Regions from separate parts of the Gossypium hirsutum genome. Here region 1 is linked to region 2. Evidence: chromatin contacts called from public Hi-C data. All regions are on one chromosome and are shown on one strand. Each heading gives the region's core, a stretch centred on a gene start, on an enhancer-like site or on the middle of the called end of the contact. The rest is flanking DNA. Distances are from core to core; before and after follow the strand shown.

Region 1 (4,628 bases), core at 1,903-4,402, 71 kb after region 2:
TCAAATTCATAACCCGAGCCATAAATATTTTTAGAAAAATCTGAAATTAGGTGAAACAAAGGGTAAAATTGGAAATAGGGTAAAAATTTAATTGTAAAATATGATGTAATTGGTAATTCTAGAGAATTCATCATTTTTCTTCATTTTCATCAGCTAAAAACACAATTAGAGAGCTTTTAAAAAAGCTGGTTTTATATTCTATAGCATGTAAGTTCAACTATTGATTATTTCTTATAATTTTTGTGTTTTTGAGACTTTTACAACAAGGTCCTGCCATTTAATTCATTAGTTTTTACTTTTATGAATGATTTGGAAAATTTCCATGAGTAAGTGTTGAAGTTTATAATGATTTAGCATGGAATTGGGGTTATAATTTTATTATATGGTGATTTTATGAAGAGAATTCTTATAAGAATTGATTTTTAGGACCTAATTGTGAAAGTTATTGTAATTAGGGTTTTGTGTTGAAATTTTGAATATCAAAGGATGTAAAGTAGTTTATAATGTTTAGATAAAGTGTTATTTGAGAGGAACTAGTTCAATTGATGAATAAATTGAACAAGGATTAAATTGTAAAAACTAAAAAATTTATGGTAAAAGTGAAATTTTGAAAATTAGAGGGCATAAATTGTGAATTAGAATAGAATTGAAATAAATGCTAATGAGGGAATGACTTTATAATTATATATCAAGAAGTAGAGGTGAATCATGGAAATAAGAAATTACAAGAATAGTCCTTGAAATTTCTACGACTTTTGCAGATCAGCCCAGGTAAGTTCATATAGCAAAAAAAAAATTCAATGTTTTGTTATGTAAATTTCATGAATACTATGGTATATTATTGTAGATGAATGTTATCAAATTGTAATAATTATGAAATAATATATAAGTAAAAGTATAAATTAATTGGAACAATGGATTTGAGTGCTTTCGTTTTGTGACCAAGATGAATTGATGGAAAAGACCATGGTTAGACCATGGCAACATGTGATATGTGCTCCCGTATAAGACCATAACAGGCTATAGCATTGGAGAGATGTAATTATGTGCTCCTGTATAAGACCATATCTAGGATATGACATCGGTGATATATGTGCTCATGTGTAAATACCATATCTAGGATATGGCACCAGTATGATATGTGATACCTGTAAGACCATGGTTAGGTTATGGCTTCGGTGTGTGATATGTGACTATGTGCAAGTCTATAGTTTACTATGGAAATGTGAAAATGAAGCACTCAATTCCATTATTGTTCCCTAATTTGATTATGAAGGTAAAGGACAAATGGGCCCAAAAAAACTAGAATTGGTTAATAGTGACATTGAAATCAATCAAATGAACTTATAAATGATTTTGTGATTGACAGGAGGAATTATTGAATTGAATATTATATGATTGTTGTAAAAATGTTCGGTAAGATTTATTTTCTATGCTTATGAGCTTACTAAGCTTCTATAAGCTTACTTGTGTATGTTTATTGTTCTTGTAGTTTTATGTATATATATTCGGAGGATCGAATCTACATCAAGGATCACACTATCTAAATTTACTCCTGTAGATTTTGTTAAACAACTTTTTGTAAATTCATATGGCATGTATAGAGGTTGAAATGATAATGAAATAGAATGAATGATTAAGTATGCAAAGTAAATTGAATCTGATGGTTGTGTTAGATAATGAAATATATATGTTTTGGCTTGAAATGGTTGGACCTAATTAGTATATAAATGTGAGTTTGTGCAAGAAGATAGTATAAGGGAGAGAAAAGTGGTCTTAAATGGCCTATTTTCGTCCACACGGGCATGTGTCTAGGTTGTGTGTGACACACGACCTGCCATATGGGCATGTGTTAAGGTCGTGTGTCCCCTGCATCTTAAAAATGAGAAATAGAATGTCCAGGTTTAGACATACGGGCGTGTGGCTTGGCCGTGTGACACACGCGAGCTCCAACATGGCCGTATGATACGACCGTGTGAAGTCTGCACCTAAAATGTGAAATTTTAATTACCACATGGCCTAGCAACACGGACGTGTACTCAGGTCGTGTGACTTAAGTTTCTTCATGGATGCAAGTCAGAGAGGTACACGCCCAAGAAACACGGCCATGTGGGCTACACGGCTACACCACACGGACGTGTCCCATGTCACACGGGCGTGTGGCCCTTTTTACATGAAAATTTTTCTAAGTTTTCTAAAAAGTTTTCAAAATTCTCGGTTTAATCCTAAACCATTTCCAATACATGTTTCGAGCCTCGAAGGATCATAATAAGACAAAATATATGTTTTTGGAAAAGTTTTAAATTTGAATGGAAATTATTGTTTTGGTTTTGTTGAATGCTTGTATTTTAGTCCGGTAATGCCTCGTACCCTGTTCCAGCATCGAATGTGGGTAAGGGGTGTTACATAATAAGTTGATCTTTATGGGACGTTTTGTGCGTAATGGCCATGGGTTTTGATATGCAGCCTGTGACATTATACCCTGATCGGTTCCTAGTTTGATCAGTCGATTAAGTCTAATTCTAAAAGCAATGGTTTTGATAGATGAAATAACTTTTTCAATCATGTCAAGTTGAGCAAGCAAGCGGTAAAGTTCTAAAACAGAATTAACCATCGGCATCTCGACCTCGAGAGGGCGAATTTCGAGCATTATTGGTATTACTTGAAATTATAAGGAAAAAGAATAAAATATAAAAAAATAAAAAGAGAAATAATATAAAAGAAAATAAAAGAATTAAAAATATTTTTTAAGTCTATTAACTTAATTTTTTTAAACATATATAATATTTTGGTGTAAAATTGGTAATAAAATAATAGTTTAAGTACCAAATGTGATCAAAAAAAATGTTTAGATATTAAAATGAGAAAAAATTTAATTTTGGTACTAATTTATAAGTTAAGATTTTTTGAAATAGACTCAACAATTTAACTAACAATTTAATAAACGGAGATATCAACTTAAAAAAAATTTTAAGTAGAACTTGTAAAAAAAAAACCAAGAAGATGAAAAGAAAAGAAGGTATAGTTTAGGTTAAAGTGAAAATGTAGTTTAGGTTTAAGTGAAAATGTATTCATTGTACTTGTATAGCATATAGTTCAAATCCAAAATAGGTGGGAATTGTGTATACATACTTTGGTGAAAGGCCCAAAGCTGTAAGAGGTAACAAAATATATGCATCACAAGTTGAGGAGCACTTAAATATTTTTCATAATAGGCCCACTTAAATTTTAGCCCCAGATGGGTTGGATATCAATTCCCATCTCTATAACTTGTACCATTTTATTAAATTCCAATTCCAATACTGTTTTAACCTTTTTCTTTTCCCTCGAAAGTTGTTGTTTGGGTACATTTTACAACTTACTTTCATATCACTTTTTGATATCTCTTGACTTAAAAGGGTCCGTAACTTTTTCATTTTTGTGGAAATCCCCCAAAGAGAAAAAAATGGTGAGATCTGACTTAGGAAGCTCAAGTGTTTTTCGTCTTCATCAACAAAACACGCTACGAACATTCTAGAAATTCATCATAATACATAATAGTAGTAATTTATTTTAAAATTAATTGATGTTTTGATTAAAATGAAAATTTGAATCTTGTAATACTTTATAAAGATAAGTTATAAATTGTTTTGTTAAAATAATAGGATTTTAATCTTGATACTTAATTAAGAATCCATTATTTTAACTCTTTTTGAGTGAAAAGGAATTATTAGTTTAATTTAATTTAATTCTACTCGAATTTAAATTATTAAGATTTTTTGAAGAGTAAAGCAAGTTTTGAAATGTAACAAAGACAAAACTTATTTTTATCCTAAACCAAACAATAGCTTTCTTCTTCAATATTATAATCATACGACGTTGCTTTAACCACCAAAGCTCGGCCAAAAAGGCAACTATTTGGTACAAATATCCAAATCAAAAGGCTTAGCTTATTTTAATAATAAACAGTAATATATACAGAAAAAGCATGCTTGTTAGACTGTTAAACCGCCCACGCGGCCGACCAAAATTAATCTAATATTTTTAAGGGCTTTTTTAAAACCCCCAATTATCCCCATTAAATTAATACTACTGCTACTGTCAGTTGACTCTTTTTGCACCGAAAGATACAAAAGTTGCATACACTGCCTTTTTATCTCTTGTATACGTGTACCCTTTTTATAATAAAATAAAGCAAGAATTCTTCCACTCAACTCGACACGTGTCTTGATCTGTACACACCCTCAGAAAGGCCAAAACCAAAACGTGTCTATCGCCTGAATGATTCACAAGTGTCGAAAATCCATTGCCTTGTTTTCAACTTTGTCCAAGACGAAAGGCCCTTTTTAGAGGGTGGTGAGGACCCACTTTTAATTTTGTTGGAGCTGACGTGGATAGACGACGCGTTTTAAATTAAGCGAGGCTTAATTTTTAGATTTTGTGAAGCTGAGCTGGAATGATTGCAGAGCGTTTTAAAAATAAATATGTCCAATAGCAGCAGGCCACGTAAGAAAATGACTATAAACCTACTTTTTTTCCTTCTTCTTTCTTTTACATATACATTAGAAATTAGTGTATTCTTGCTTTTCCCTCTCTCTTTTTTGGATTTTTATTATATTTGATTTTAGAGTTTGGGTCAATATAATATA
Region 2 (4,555 bases), core at 1,205-3,704:
ATGTAGGACATTGATCCTCTGGCCAATCTTCCAGTTCCAGCATCCCTTTGATGCAGAGCTCTCTAAGGCGAGGTAATTGACCAACAGAGATTGTAGTACATTTAATGCAATGACTTAAGGTAAGTGTTCTCAAATTTTGAAGCAAACCACTTGTCATCCAGGAAGGAAAATTAGAGCCCTTGAAGTGATGAAGGGCCAGGCCTTTGAGATTTGAATGAGGCTGGAGGTGATTGAGGTCCCTCTCTGCTCTGACTTCATCTTCTTGGTTGAAGTCTTTGTCAGTCCATTCTAACAGCAGCATCTGAAGGCTCTCCTTCTGGTTTAGCTTTGCCTCAGCTGCATTCACTGCATTCTCCAGGTTGGAGATATGCAGCTTTCCTGTAAGATCCGCCATGTCCTTCAGTTCTCCAATGCCATGTCCCGGTGTACTGCTGAGTACTCGAAATGCATGCAAATTCTGTAGCCTGGTTAAGTTTCCCATCCTTGGTGGCAGCTCCCTACACTTGAACCAAAACATGTCATCTAGCTCAAGATAAATCAGGTTAACCATTTTTCCAAGGTCCTTGGGCAATTCAAAAAGCCAAAGGCAGCCTAGGAGCTTAAGTGTCTGCAAATTCCAGAGCTTACATACTGAGTTGGGAAGCTTCTTGATCTCTGTCCTAGAGAGATCCAAGTAGCGTAATAGCTTCAACTCTCCAACAGAGTCTGGTAATTCCGTGAGCGAGCTCGAACTTAGATCCAAGGCACGAATGTATTTTAGAGAACGAAACATCTGGTCCAGAGTTTGCCCTCCTAAGCTTTTCAAGTACTCGCTAGGCAGCAGGAGTGTGCGCAGCTTATTGCACGTCTTAAAAACCTGCTTGCAGGTAGGACTCTCTAAATCCTGATAGAGCAATGAGATATGACGACATTGTTGAGAGAAAACAAACGACTTGTGGTCCATCACTTGGCAGCACTGGGGACTTGAAACTGATACTGCCAACTCATGGATAAGATCGTGCATTCTATATCTCTCTTTGTTATCAATGTCTAGAGTTTGGAAGAAGGACCTGGTTAACAACTCATCAAAGTATTCACGTCCAGTCTCCTCTGCACTTTGCCCTCTAGGTTGAATAAATGCTTGAGCCATCCAAAGCTTGACCAGCTCCTTCCTATCAAAAACATAGGCCTTTGGAAATATAGAGCAATACGAATAACATTGTTTTAAATAGGAAGGCAGGTGGTCATAACTCAATTTCAAGGCTGGCAAAATTTTGGGCTTATTGAGGCTTTTCTCGTCTTCTAGCTCCCATATGCTGTCTCTCAAGATTCCTTTCCATTTGTCTACATCAACATTACCACGCAGGAGACCCCCCATTGCCTTCACCGCCAAAGGCAAGCCGTTGCACTTGCCTACAATTTCCCTACCGATGCTTTCCAATTCGCTCGACATGTTCTTATGGTCTTTGAAAGCAATTTTTTTGAACAAGGACCAACATTCCTGGTGGGGCAGATCTTGTAAGGTATAGGGAGTTTGGGTCGCCATAATGTCAGACACTTTGGTGGATCGAGAAGTGACTAAAACTCTAGTGCCCTTACCTCCTAGCTTCAAAATGTTTCCAAGTGGCTCCCAATCTTGGTAATTGTCAACCCAAACATCATCTAAAACCAGCAGAAAGTCTTTCCCAGCTAAGATGTCTTTAAAGCGTGTCAGTAGGCTGTCCATGGATAAGTTATTAGAGACCTCCATTTGAGTGTGAAATTCTATGATTCCCCTGAGTATCCGTTGGAGATTGAAATCAATAGTGACACAGACCCACATCCTATACTCAAAGTGCTTCTTAACTCGTTCATCATTGAAGATGAGTTGAGCAAGAGTTGTTTTGCCTAGGCCTCCCATCCCAGTGATGGGAATGACAGAAACATCACCTTCCCTATTATGACTTTCATTTGATAGCATCTGATCTATTAGTTTATCTTTATCAGAATCCCTACCTAACACATCGGTTGTATCTACGAAGGAATTGGTGAGTGGAAAGTGGTTTTGACTTTGGGAATCAGACCTTGCAGCATCACTACTTACACTGAGACCGAAATTGCTCTTCTCTTTAGCAATCAAGTCAAATTTTGTTAAAATTTGTTTGATTTCAGGTGCCATACGGATTCGAAATGGGATTCTGCGTACCTTGGAGAGGTGAGCTTCCGTTGCAAAAGTGTCTAGTATGTCCTCTACATCAAAAGCAATATTTTTGAGCTTGGAGAGCCACACCTTCAAAGATCGACCACAGGCTGCATCCATCTGCTTCTTCTCAGCATCCTCAAGCACAGCTGCAATGGTGATTAGATTGCTTGAAAGCTTTTCCAGCTCCTTCTTAGCACCCTTTATTGCTGCAAGTTCTTCGTTGATCAAGGTTGCAACAGTTTCAGTGAGCTTGGACACGATAGGACTAACAAAAATAGAAGCTATCTCAGCCATAACTAGTTGGAATTAAGTCTTATTGATCACAACTCCTGCAAGAATGAACAAAAAAGTTATTTTCATTTCGTTCATATTAGTTATTTGCTGTGCTGCATGGAAGAATTACACAGAAACTCACCAGCAAGAGAAACTCTGTTGGAAATAAATGACACGACAGGAAGATTACACAACAACAAAACCCTAAAATTGACAGCTCATTTGGAGCTTGAAACGGGATGAATTAATTGATTTGATTTCCTTTGTTTCCTGATTCTGTCTTTATATAGATCAAGTTCAGACAGTAGTGATACCTCCGAAGCTTCTTCTTAGTTTCTTCGACACGGATTGAACTGGTTTTCCATATACAGGACAAAAAAGGACTTGGAACTGGCCATCCACTATACGTGTTCCTCTGTCTGGAAGAAGGAAAAAAAAGAGAAATAGTCTTAAGTGAAAAAGTTAATAGAGAAATAGTCAAAGTGAAAAACTTATTATTTCTGGCTCAAAATTTATTGTTTGGACGCGCTTCCATGGAAAAAGAAACTTACAGCAAATTTCATCTGATGTTCTTGGAAATTGCAAGTATGCTTTCTCTCTCATCCTTTTCATTTCCTGTACATTCTTCTTCAGGTTTCACTATAAAAAAGATAAAAAGAATAGATTGAAGTCAATACAGGAAATTAAAGCTTATACGAGTGTGTAAACTCTTTGGTTTTGTCTGGGTACATAACATAATCAACGAACATGTTTAAGAACAAGAAGAAGAACAAGAACGAGGAGACCTTCCTGGATCACAAGACAAAGGTATGTTTCAAATCTTTAACTTACCAATCTAACAAAAAATTCACAAACAAAATATTTTGTTATCATGCAGAAAACCTGGGAAGATGCAAAGACTGGTAAAAAATGCTTCATGTTGTACGCAAGGTCACTCTACGTGACATGGGGTGGCCGTGAGTACTGGATCTGGAACAGTTTTAAAGACACAAGGTTGGATTTTTTTTTCTCTCTTCTTCTTTTCATGGATTTTTTAAATATTTTTTGGTTTCAGTGATCCATTAATACATGATTTGCAGTGGTGAAAACATCGAAGTAGCGAAATTAAGCCATGTATGTTGGCTGGATGTGAGAGGGAAGTTGAAAATATCAGAGCTTTCCCCTGCAACTTTATACGAAGTTGTATATGAAGTAAAGTTGACAAAAGGGGCATCTGGTTGGGAACTCCCAGTGAAGCTCAGACTATCCCTCCCTAATGGAAGAGTCCAAGAAAGGCAAGTTAGCCTCTTGCAGAAGCCTAGAGGGCAATGGATGGAGCTCAATGTTGGCAGTTTTCATACACCAGATAACGAAGATGATGAAACTGGAGAAGTTTGCTTTGACTTCTATCAATATGGGGGCCATTGGAAAAGCGGACTTGTTGTGAGGGGTGCCATTTTAAGGCCTAGAAAACCTGAACCATCAAATTAATTGCTTCAAATGAAACAAACTGTGGCGCTACTTTCTCTGCAGAAATAAACATCTTTAGAACGTTATCCACTTTTTTTTTTTTCAAATATTAATTGTACCCCCAATATTTTTTTTATTTTTTTATGTGGTTATTGTGAAAATAAAATTTATAAAACAAGTCTATATAAATATCTCAAGTCTATTTCATTATAAATAAACTGTAAATGTTACAAGAGTCTATATAGATTTATATTCTATATCAGTTTAATAAAACAAGTAAAATAATATTTGGGATATATATAAAGACTTGTTTTATAAATTTTATTTTATAAGAAAATTGAAAGTGGAAATATATTTTTACAAATCAATTGAAAGTATTTCTGTAAAGTCGATCTAATCTCATAATTTTTTTTAAAAATGACCTAATCTAATTATTTTTTAAAATTAGTATTTTAAAAAAAATCAGTCCAAAAATATATAATCTTACCATTATTCTTTAAATAAAATTTAAAATTTCAAAATGTGGGTTATTCTTTGGTCCCAACAACATGGTACGATTGGTTGTACCACAAATTGCTTTATGTGAAATTTGAAAATACTTGTACTTCACAAAATATAAGCAAAATATGAATTTGGTTAACTCAACGTAATCTATCCTTTAATCTCATAGCC

What was found. Hi-C and Micro-C count contacts between places; a contact is called where the count stands out from the background.
Region 1: a contact with region 2 is called in a Hi-C map of leaf, with 2.4 times the contacts expected there. The contact joins the enhancer-like site here to the promoter of LOC107934266 in region 2. A contact is called at or near these places in 10 of 34 Hi-C or Micro-C datasets (anther, callus, hypocotyl and 2 more).

The regions. Positions count from the first base shown.
Region 1 is chrA12:97,943,384-97,948,011 of Gossypium_hirsutum_v2.1, forward strand. No RefSeq gene overlaps it. Among protein-coding and RNA genes, the nearest start is that of LOC107934263, 32 kb to the left of the region's middle. Within about 2 kb of position 3,153, at least 4 of the 9 cell types and tissues checked have an H3K27ac peak or open chromatin away from gene starts, as enhancers often do. A contact at or near this core is called in hypocotyl and leaf, where this site is marked.
Region 2 is chrA12:97,873,293-97,877,847 of Gossypium_hirsutum_v2.1, forward strand. LOC107934266 (putative disease resistance protein RGA3) reads right to left here and starts at 2,455. Exons shown (of 2, transcript XM_016866639.2): 1 at 1-2,455. The coding sequence starts at 2,455. LOC107934267 (lectin) reads left to right here. Exons shown (of 4, transcript XM_016866640.2): 2 at 3,068-3,241; 3 at 3,312-3,427; 4 at 3,514-4,085. The coding sequence starts at 3,182. The coding sequence ends at 3,904.